Regions from separate parts of the Mus musculus genome. Here regions 1 and 2 are each linked to region 3. The links are chromatin contacts, called in public promoter capture Hi-C maps. All regions are on one chromosome and are shown on one strand. The core of a region is the stretch at or near the end of the contact, and the rest is flanking DNA. Distances in the headings are between cores, read along the strand shown.

Region 1 (2,700 bases), core at 60-2,559, 490 kb after region 3:
CTTGGTTGACTGCACTTGATGCCTCTTCCACTCCAGAGAGTTTGCAGCACTAGACGTCAGCCAGCCACACCAGTTACTTGGTTGTTTATTTATCGAGGACCACAGTGATGGATATCTCTGACGCAGATTTCCTTTTCTCCCTAGAACCAGATGAGAAAAATTGCACCTAAAATCCTTCAGCTCTTGACAGAGTGGACAGAAACATTTCCGTATGACTTCCGGGACGAGAGAATGATGAGGAACCTCAAGGACCTGGCGCACAGGATGGCCAGTGGCGAGGAGGTTGGTCACCGAAAGCCATTGGCACTTCCAGATGAAGCCTAGGAGGGACCTGGGTTGGATTGCCACAGAACTTGGCAGTGGTTTTTGTGTGTGTGTGTGTGTGTGTGTGTGTGTGTTGACTTTGGACAGCCCTCTACATAGCCTACCTTGGCCTTTTGGCAGGTTGGGTGGGGAATAACTACCCCAGTCCACTTCACATGAGTGTGACCTACAGTTCTATGGGGTTACTTGAGGGCAGTGTTGGTGCTAACTCAGGATGTCAGGTGTGGTTTGATTTCATTGCACCTCAGTCTGTCTTCTGCAAAGGTTTGACCCAGCTCACATATTAATCTCTGTGTCTGCCCACACTTAAGGTAGATACAGCTAAATAGCGTGTTAATAACTCTTAATTAGAAATAGACAGTCCCAGGCCGTGGAGGGGAAAGCACTTATGCTAGTGTTTAGTATGAGTGTAGCTGGCAAGGATGGCTGTGGCTTGTAAATACGGAATCAAAGGGAAATACAGCTGTTTACAGATAGTCAGGGGGAGAGAAAGAAACATACTAATTATTCTAGGCATTAAGTGAAAAACTTAGAAATTTGGGGCCAGTAGAACATTTGCCAGACAGACATAAGTGTGATGATGTACAGGAGAAACAGTAAGCAAAGCGTTCCGTGGAGGGATTTCGTGTCGGAGGCTTAACATGCCTTTTACAGTGTTCACCGTGAACTCTTCTTGATAAAAGAGAGAGGGTGCACTGTTGTATAATTAGCAAAGGTGACTCCTGGGGCTGGGGGTGGCCTGCAGGAGACAATCCAAGGATTCTGGTGCCGGAAGTTGCTTCAAGGGTAGGACCCAGAATAAGTGGAGATTCAAAGTCTCTTAGGTCATGCTTCATAAATATCACTTACCTCAGCTGAGCCTTTGATAGGCAGGTGCTAACCGGCTTCAATAGAGTCGAGGTTATTTGAAGCAGGCCCGGAGGGCTAACTTTGTGTGTTAAAGCTTGTTGGGCAAGGGATAGCTTTGTAGTTTCCGTGTGGCTGATAAGTTTCTGGGAACAAGTTTGGCACGGATGTAACGCTGTCACCTAGAAAGAGGCACCTGGCAGTGAGTGAGCGATGTCCCATTTGTGGAGAGATGCACTGGGCCTCCGTGTCAGCTCTCTGGAGAAGTGGTTCCCTCAGCTCTGTGCTGCAGAGATAACACCTCAAGACACCTGACCTGACCCGTGTCACTGTGTCTTACTGCCATTCTCCTATCCTAAGATCCATGACAGGAGGCAAAACCAGCTCTTCTGAGCACTTAGCTCTCTCATATGGTTTTAACCCAAGACTTAATGCTTTCAAGCTTCTTTCCTGGCGCCGTGAGGAACGCCCCGCTGGCTGTGGCTCTTCTGATCCGTTTGCCTGTCTTAGGTTCTTCCTGCTGAGAATGAACCGATGCAGATGGACACCCACAAAGGTGAATGTCCAACAGTGCAGTTTGCCGGGAGCGTTCTGTTAGGGATGGCAGCTGCTGGCTGCTCGGCAGGGCCTAGGTTGGCTCAGTGGCTTTGGCTTATGACAAACTGGTCAAAGGATGAGTGCCATCCCAGGGCTGTATCTTCTCTGAAGCTAAGATCTGAGTCACAGTCAATTTTTCAGTTTGGTTCAATTATACGGAGCTATCCATGCTGCCGGCCGATCTCTTCTCTGTTGCTTCTCAGAGATAGGAACTAGAAATTGCTTCTAAACTTGTTTCTTCCCATAAAAGAAATACATGGTTATTATTATTATATTTAAAGATCTATTTTAGTTATTTTATGTCTGTGAGTACACTGTTGCTCTCTTCAGACACACCAGAAGAGGGCCTCAGATTCCATACAGATGGTTGTGAACCACGATGTGGTTGCTGGGAATTGAAGTCAGGACCTCTGAAGGAGCAGTCGGTGCTCTTAACTGCTGAGCTATACTTCTAGACTTTATTATTATTATTATTATTATTATTATTATTATTAATTTTAAAGATAAAATGCAGTGATTTGAAAATGCCAAATTGATGGCTTTTGGTCTTTCTTATGGAAATAAAAACCATAGTGTTTCTTTTCATTTGTTTACTGAGATCTGGTCTTTATCCACAAGGTCACAGCTTCAGGAATTGGGGGAAATGGAGGAAAGGGACAGACATCCTCTGACCCCAACTTCTCATTGATGTTGATACGCTTGTGTTAACAGCATGGAGAGGTCAGCTGGCTCATTAGTAGGTAAACAGGATTTACTGGGGAGTACACTGAACGCATGTACATGGAGGACATGCCTGCCTTCACTGGCCAGGGCTTCAGGATAGCTGCCATTTCTTGGCTGCTTTTATCCAGAATTTAGGAATTGGCTCCACACATAACAGTTGCTTGATTTGGGTGTGTTCTGGCTAGTCCTCTAAATTCCTAGTTCCCTTCT
Region 2 (2,700 bases), core at 81-2,580, 450 kb after region 3:
CATAGCATAGTTCTCACTGCTGCTTCGATAACAAATATTTACCGGAAAGCAGGGCGAGCTTCTTCATTTAAAAAGAATTACTTGGTTTGACTTAATGAAGCAAGAATTAGCTGTTTGCTGTATCACTTGCCCCACTGCTGTGATATAGATCTATCTTCATTAAGAAAATCTAGTATATTCCTAGCAGGTTACAGCAACCTATACATTTGAGGGAACTGGTAAGAAAGAAGACCATTGATTCTAACTGGAACAACAGCAGGGATTTGAACAGAATGCAGTAATCTGCCATGAAATATTACCATTATCTCAATTAAAGTTCATGCTCTTTGTCTTCTACAAAAGCAGCCTAGCAGACTTCCATAACTCTCCAAACAGGTGTCTTTATCACCCTTTTAAATAAGGTGAATGTAACATAGTAAACGAAAGAATGAACGAACGAACAAATGAACACACGACTAAATAAACACCCTTGGAAGTTCCATTCTAGGGTGCTATCTTCAAGAGAAGTCACACCTTCAGCATCATAAAATACACAAACCAGCATAGCTGTGTGCTTTGGACTTCTGCCACTCAAGTCAACTGTAGTGTTGACCCAGTGGAGATGACGTAATACCCTGGGAACACTATGATCTCAGGGGACTTGGTTACGAAAGTTCTGCTTACAGGTTTATGCGTTCTTAAATTTGGCCAATCTATTATCTCAAATGAAGACATTCCAAGTTTTATGACTGAAATATATTCACCTTTAAAATAATAAGATCTGCAAGATGAGATATATTTATTTACCATCTGGGGCCACTGTAGTGTTTGGGGTTAGGAGTCGTGAGGTCATGGGGAAGGAAGAGAGTGATGAGTAAGAAAAGTCATTGGAGATGAGTTTTCACTCCCAGAAGGACAGTTTTGTTTTAGAATCTGCTCCTCAAAGAGCTTAGCATACTTCACCAATATATCCTGGGTTGTGCATCTCTCAGGCTCTACGTTTTACGACTTCCATTGAACAACTTTTCTTGGTAATAGAAGAGGTTTGTTTGTTTGTTTGGCCAGTCCCTGAAACATCCATCATTTTGGTAGAGTAATTGTTTTTGTCTCTTTCTGTAGGTCCTCATTGATGTTTCTTGACATAGTATTTTGAGCAGTAGTGTCTAGGGTGGATGGGAATTTAGGCATCTTTTAATATTCATTCACTTGATGGAGTTCCTTCATTCTTTAGAACTGGAAGCTTAGAGGAATAAGTAGAATAAAACCATAGAAACTTGTACAGCACGCCACCAAGGCTGCCAGCCTCTCAAGTGGGTCTGACCTCAGAGCCAATACTTGCACAATACTGTGAGAACAGCTATGTATTGAGCAACTATTTGATGAGGTATGACTGTAGGACACACAGATGTGGTGGGACGTGATATCAGTAACTTGACTCCCTTTGGTCGATTCTGAACAAGCCTATTTATATCATTGGGGACCCCCAGAATCATCTGATTCTAAATGACTTACCCCTTTCTTAACATATCTATTTCCCATCAAGATGGATGTCACAGTACAGGAGACAGCTTCTGTGATGAGCAAGGCACAGAGATCTGAATTGTCTCACACTCCAGAAAAACCTTGGGTTTCACAAATGGACTAAATTTATAGTTGCTAGTTTTGGGGTAGGAGTTAATGTGGGAGTCTGTCATTCAAAAATAAAATTTAACATTTGTTTGACTTTTGATATCAAAGGAAGAGTTCTCTCCCTCCCACCCCACCTCCCGTTGTTGGCTCAGATAGGGACTAGGACAAGTTAATTTAAAGACTGGTGACTTAATGCTTTCAGCCGCTGATGGCCCCCAACCCGCTCTTCTCTGAAGCATATTTTGTGACTGGGAAGCTTATCTGGAGCCTATGAAAATTTCCCCAAAACAAAGCGATTTCTTCTAAGTTCTTTCTGCTCTTTTAAAATTATTTGAAGGCAATAACTTTGTGGACTAATGTCCATATTCTGGTTAACGTCCTCACTTTTCAGTGCAGTCCTGAAAAGTGTTGGGGGTACTGTATTTTGTAGGCAAGTGTGGGGAGCATTGTATCTTGTAAGTACATACCTTGTCTCAGTCAGCACAGTAGAACATTGTATCTTGTAGGTACATACCTTGTCTCTACTGTCTCAGTCAGCACAGTAGAACTCATCCTTCTCTATGTGTGCTTTGGAGCAGTCAGCTGACTTCCAAGAATAAGAAACAGCAAACTCCATCACAGCTCATCAGGGTAATTGTTGACTTCTGGAAACAGAAATATGCAAGAAGGGACTTATTATGTATGTTGGTTTCTTTGCACTGAATGGAATTATCTGAAAAATTATATCCAAACCCAAATATTTTACTGTACAGAGAGTAATCATTTAATGTTCATCTTCTAGAAGTTACACGCTGCATCCCTCAGATCATCAGATCATATGGGCAATCTACAGATGTGCTTCTAAGCTCTGTGTACTTAACAACTATATTGAGTCATTTTGTGTGAAATGAAAATTTCACATATACATATGGATGTGGGATTCTTTTTTAAAAGCAGCTAATACTGAGTCCATACCATATCCATAAGTCTCAAACTCACAGCTACATTTACAAGGTATATAGACTCTTTTATATTCCTTTAGATGGCATATAGACCCTCTTAAATCAGATATAAAAATTTTAGTTTCCATCTGTGTTTGTTTTGTATATTTAC
Region 3 (2,700 bases), core at 25-2,524:
AGAGGTTTCAATAGTTGAAAGTGCTGGTGGATCAACAAGCCAATTCCAGTATTTTAAAAGATTCATCCTTGTACTTCTGTTATGCCAGTGAGAGTTGTGGATTGACAGAAAAGTCTAGCCTCACATATTCACCACTTTGCACCCAAATGTCCATTTTCTAGTCACCCCAGCCAGTAAGCATCTACAGTCTGGTCACTGTTGCCCCAGGGTCCCGAAAAGAGCTTGAGAACCAAAGACTTTCCTGGTCTAGTACTTTTATATAAAATCAGGGGACTTAACTTTTTTACTCAAGGGCCCCTGTTGTCCTTTCTGAACCTCTGACATTGGCACAGTTGGGCAGTGTTTTTTTTTTTTTTTTTTTTTTTTTTTTTTTTTTTTTCTTTTCCAAACCACAGCCTGACACCACGTGCAGAGGAGTCTGGGAGTAACTAATGATGGAGCAGATGCTGAAGTATCCCCGCACTTATTGCAGCTCAGGACTTCTCATTTTAAACAAGCTTCAGAGACCACCCATAGTACACTAAGTGAGAGCCACAGCTGTGAGCAGTAAAACTAGACCGAGTGCAATGCTGGCCCCGTGTCTTGAGTCAAAGAGAATTCTGCCAGGTCCAGTTCTTGGACCGCACAACAGGCCGCATCTGCGTGTGTGTCGCAGTGTTCAGGTTCCAGCCTTGCCCATCCTGGGCCGTCCTGGCTGGGAGGCAGGCCAAGGAGAGAGCGATCGCCCTCTCCTCCTCTTTAGTGTTTACTGGTGCAGATCCCACCCAGTGTCAGGGGCTCACGTGTGGCAGGAGCAGGGTTCTTAATCCTGGGTTTGGAACCACCTCCTTTCCTACTGGAAGGGTGGGGCTGGCACGTGCCATTGGGGAGCCCTTGCGGGTAGCTCGAGTTCTGTCGTGGTAACTCGCCAAATGTCTGTGGACCTGGGCTCCCTCCTCTCCCACCTGCATTGTCGCAAATCGGGCAGAAACTAGGGAAGTGGGTCACCTGGGTGAACAGCCCCTCCCGCCTTGGCCGCTAGCTCTCAGCGTGCCCCCCCCGCCTCCCCCCCACCCCCCCCCACCCCCCCCCCCGGTCGCCGGCTTAGGCTCTCACTTGAGGCGTCGCCTGCACTCTACCCTTGGGCGGGCTGGGCTGTCGCTGCTCTGAGCTCCCCGCCGCCCTTGCCCCAGCGCCGCCGCAGGTCGTGCGCCGTTGGCCCTCCCGACACCCCCTCGGCGGGGCCCTTCCCTTTACTACGGCGCTAGTGACATTCAGCTGGTGAGGCTAACGCAGCCCGGGCTCCCGCAGCGCGGAGGCAGGGGCGCCCGCGGCTGTCTGCTCCTCTCACCCGGGCACCTCCCGAGTGGCAGCGACGAGCTCCCTGCAGGCCCAGAGACCCCCGACGGGACGACCTTGGCGGGCGGATCCCCGCCCCCACCCGGGTCCACGAGCTTGGGTCCGCCCTGCCCACCCCAGCTCTGGCACGGGTCGAGGACAGAGGCGGCGAGCGCGAGGGGGACCCTGCCTCCCTGCTCGTATATGGCAAAGTTTCTCGCGGCGCTCCTGGGCTGCACGCTGCCGAGCAAGGGCGCCTCTCCCGTGCTGGAGGTAGGTAGAGGGTGTGTCCTGCAGAGGTGGCTGTGGGCGACAGCTAACAGTCCTGACCCGCCCCTAGGGTCCCCACCACTTGGCAAGTGCGCCTCACCTGGAGGACTTCTGGGGCGGGGCCGGGGAAGGGGAGATGGAAGCCGCCGGGCTTGAATTCTGGTCTCCCCAGACCGCGTTGCGTGTTTTGTTTTTTTTTTTTCTCTTTCCTAGTTGATAGGTGAACATGTTTGTGAATCGCGAGTTTTGCGAGTTATCCCTTGCCTAACAAGCCAGGCACATTTGAAGATGAGCTGTTGCCTGCTCATCCTTCCGCTGTCTACCATGGCTAGCCTAAATGATTAGCAGAAACAATCTGTCAGTCAACAAGGTTCCCACTGTCGTGCTTGCTCTAACCACTCCCTTCCCCCAACCTCCAGCGAGGCGATAAACTCCGTATAAGTTAACTCGTTTCTTCTGGTGGGAGGTACGCCGGGGAAGGGGAGGGGTGTGAGGTGAGACTAACCACATCGCGCCTTCTGAAGGCAGGCACACCTAATTGCTCACACCTCCCCGAGGTAGCAGCGACCCTGCTGCAAGCGGCTTTGCTAGCAGCTGGCTGACTGGCTGGCTGATCCTCTGGGGAAATGGCAGCATCAGCGTTTAATATGAGACCCATATGGGCCACTCAGTACGGACAGTTCTGGGTTGTATGACCCTTCACACTCTACAGTCAGAACAGAGTACCCACTGTCTCTTACCTCGCCCCCCTCAATCCCCCGCCCTCTCCTACAGACTACCTGACAAGCAGGTCAGGACCAGAGGGCTGACTCTGGCCATGTCAACTAGCCTTGCCACCACCACTGTCTCATAACCATCCTGGCAGTCTGAGGTTTCCCTGAGCTGCCTTGGCCTTCAGTCGGCAGTTTCCAGGCTGGCAGAGATATAGACATGGGTTTCTTCTCTCAGTCATGCAGTGGGTTCCTTCAGCAAGGAATTGTTTAGGACCTAAACTCTTAGAGCCTTCCTCAGCTGCCTCTTGGACGCCCTTCACCATTGCTATCCTAGGTTTTTTTTTGTTTTTGTTTTTTTGTTTTTGTTTTATCCGAAGTCACGTGGAACTATTTCCTGTGA

The links. Promoter capture Hi-C pulls out the DNA fragments that hold promoters and counts their contacts.
Region 1: a contact with region 3 is called in a promoter capture Hi-C map of liver, with 5 times the contacts expected there. The contact joins the enhancer-like site here to the promoter of A930011G23Rik in region 3. A contact is called at or near these places in 5 of 39 promoter capture datasets (the 3T3-L1 cell line, cranial neural crest, liver and 2 more), 23 of 484 Hi-C or Micro-C datasets (LSK cells, adipose-derived mesenchymal stem cells, bone marrow-derived macrophages and 12 more), 15 of 115 datasets of contacts at active chromatin or transcription factors (SST interneurons, craniofacial prominence, embryonic basal ganglia and 11 more) and 2 of 9 other capture datasets (embryonic stem cells and liver).
Region 2: a promoter capture Hi-C map of liver shows a contact between it and region 3, with 2.6 times the contacts expected there. The contact joins the enhancer-like site here to the promoter of A930011G23Rik in region 3. A contact is called at or near these places in 4 of 39 promoter capture datasets (cranial neural crest, hippocampal neurons and liver) and 4 of 115 datasets of contacts at active chromatin or transcription factors (embryonic basal ganglia, embryonic forebrain, forebrain and 1 more).

Annotation. Positions count from the first base shown.
Region 1 is chr5:99,238,405-99,241,104 of GRCm38.p6, reverse strand. It overlaps Rasgef1b (RasGEF domain family, member 1B), which reads left to right. Exons shown (of 14, transcript NM_181318.4): 4 at 145-282. Among named protein-coding and RNA genes, the nearest start is that of Rasgef1b, 13 kb to the left of the region's middle. Within about 2 kb of position 1,309, at least 13 of the 459 cell types and tissues checked have an H3K27ac peak or open chromatin away from gene starts, as enhancers often do. A contact at or near this core is called in liver, where this site is marked.
Region 2 is chr5:99,282,456-99,285,155 of GRCm38.p6, reverse strand. No RefSeq gene overlaps it. Among named protein-coding and RNA genes, the nearest start is that of Gm35394, 13 kb to the right of the region's middle. Within about 2 kb of position 1,330, at least 21 of the 459 cell types and tissues checked have an H3K27ac peak or open chromatin away from gene starts, as enhancers often do. A contact at or near this core is called in liver, where this site is marked.
Region 3 is chr5:99,727,634-99,730,333 of GRCm38.p6, reverse strand. A930011G23Rik (RIKEN cDNA A930011G23 gene) reads left to right here and starts at 1,274. Exons shown (of 4, transcript NR_030692.1): 1 at 1,274-1,590.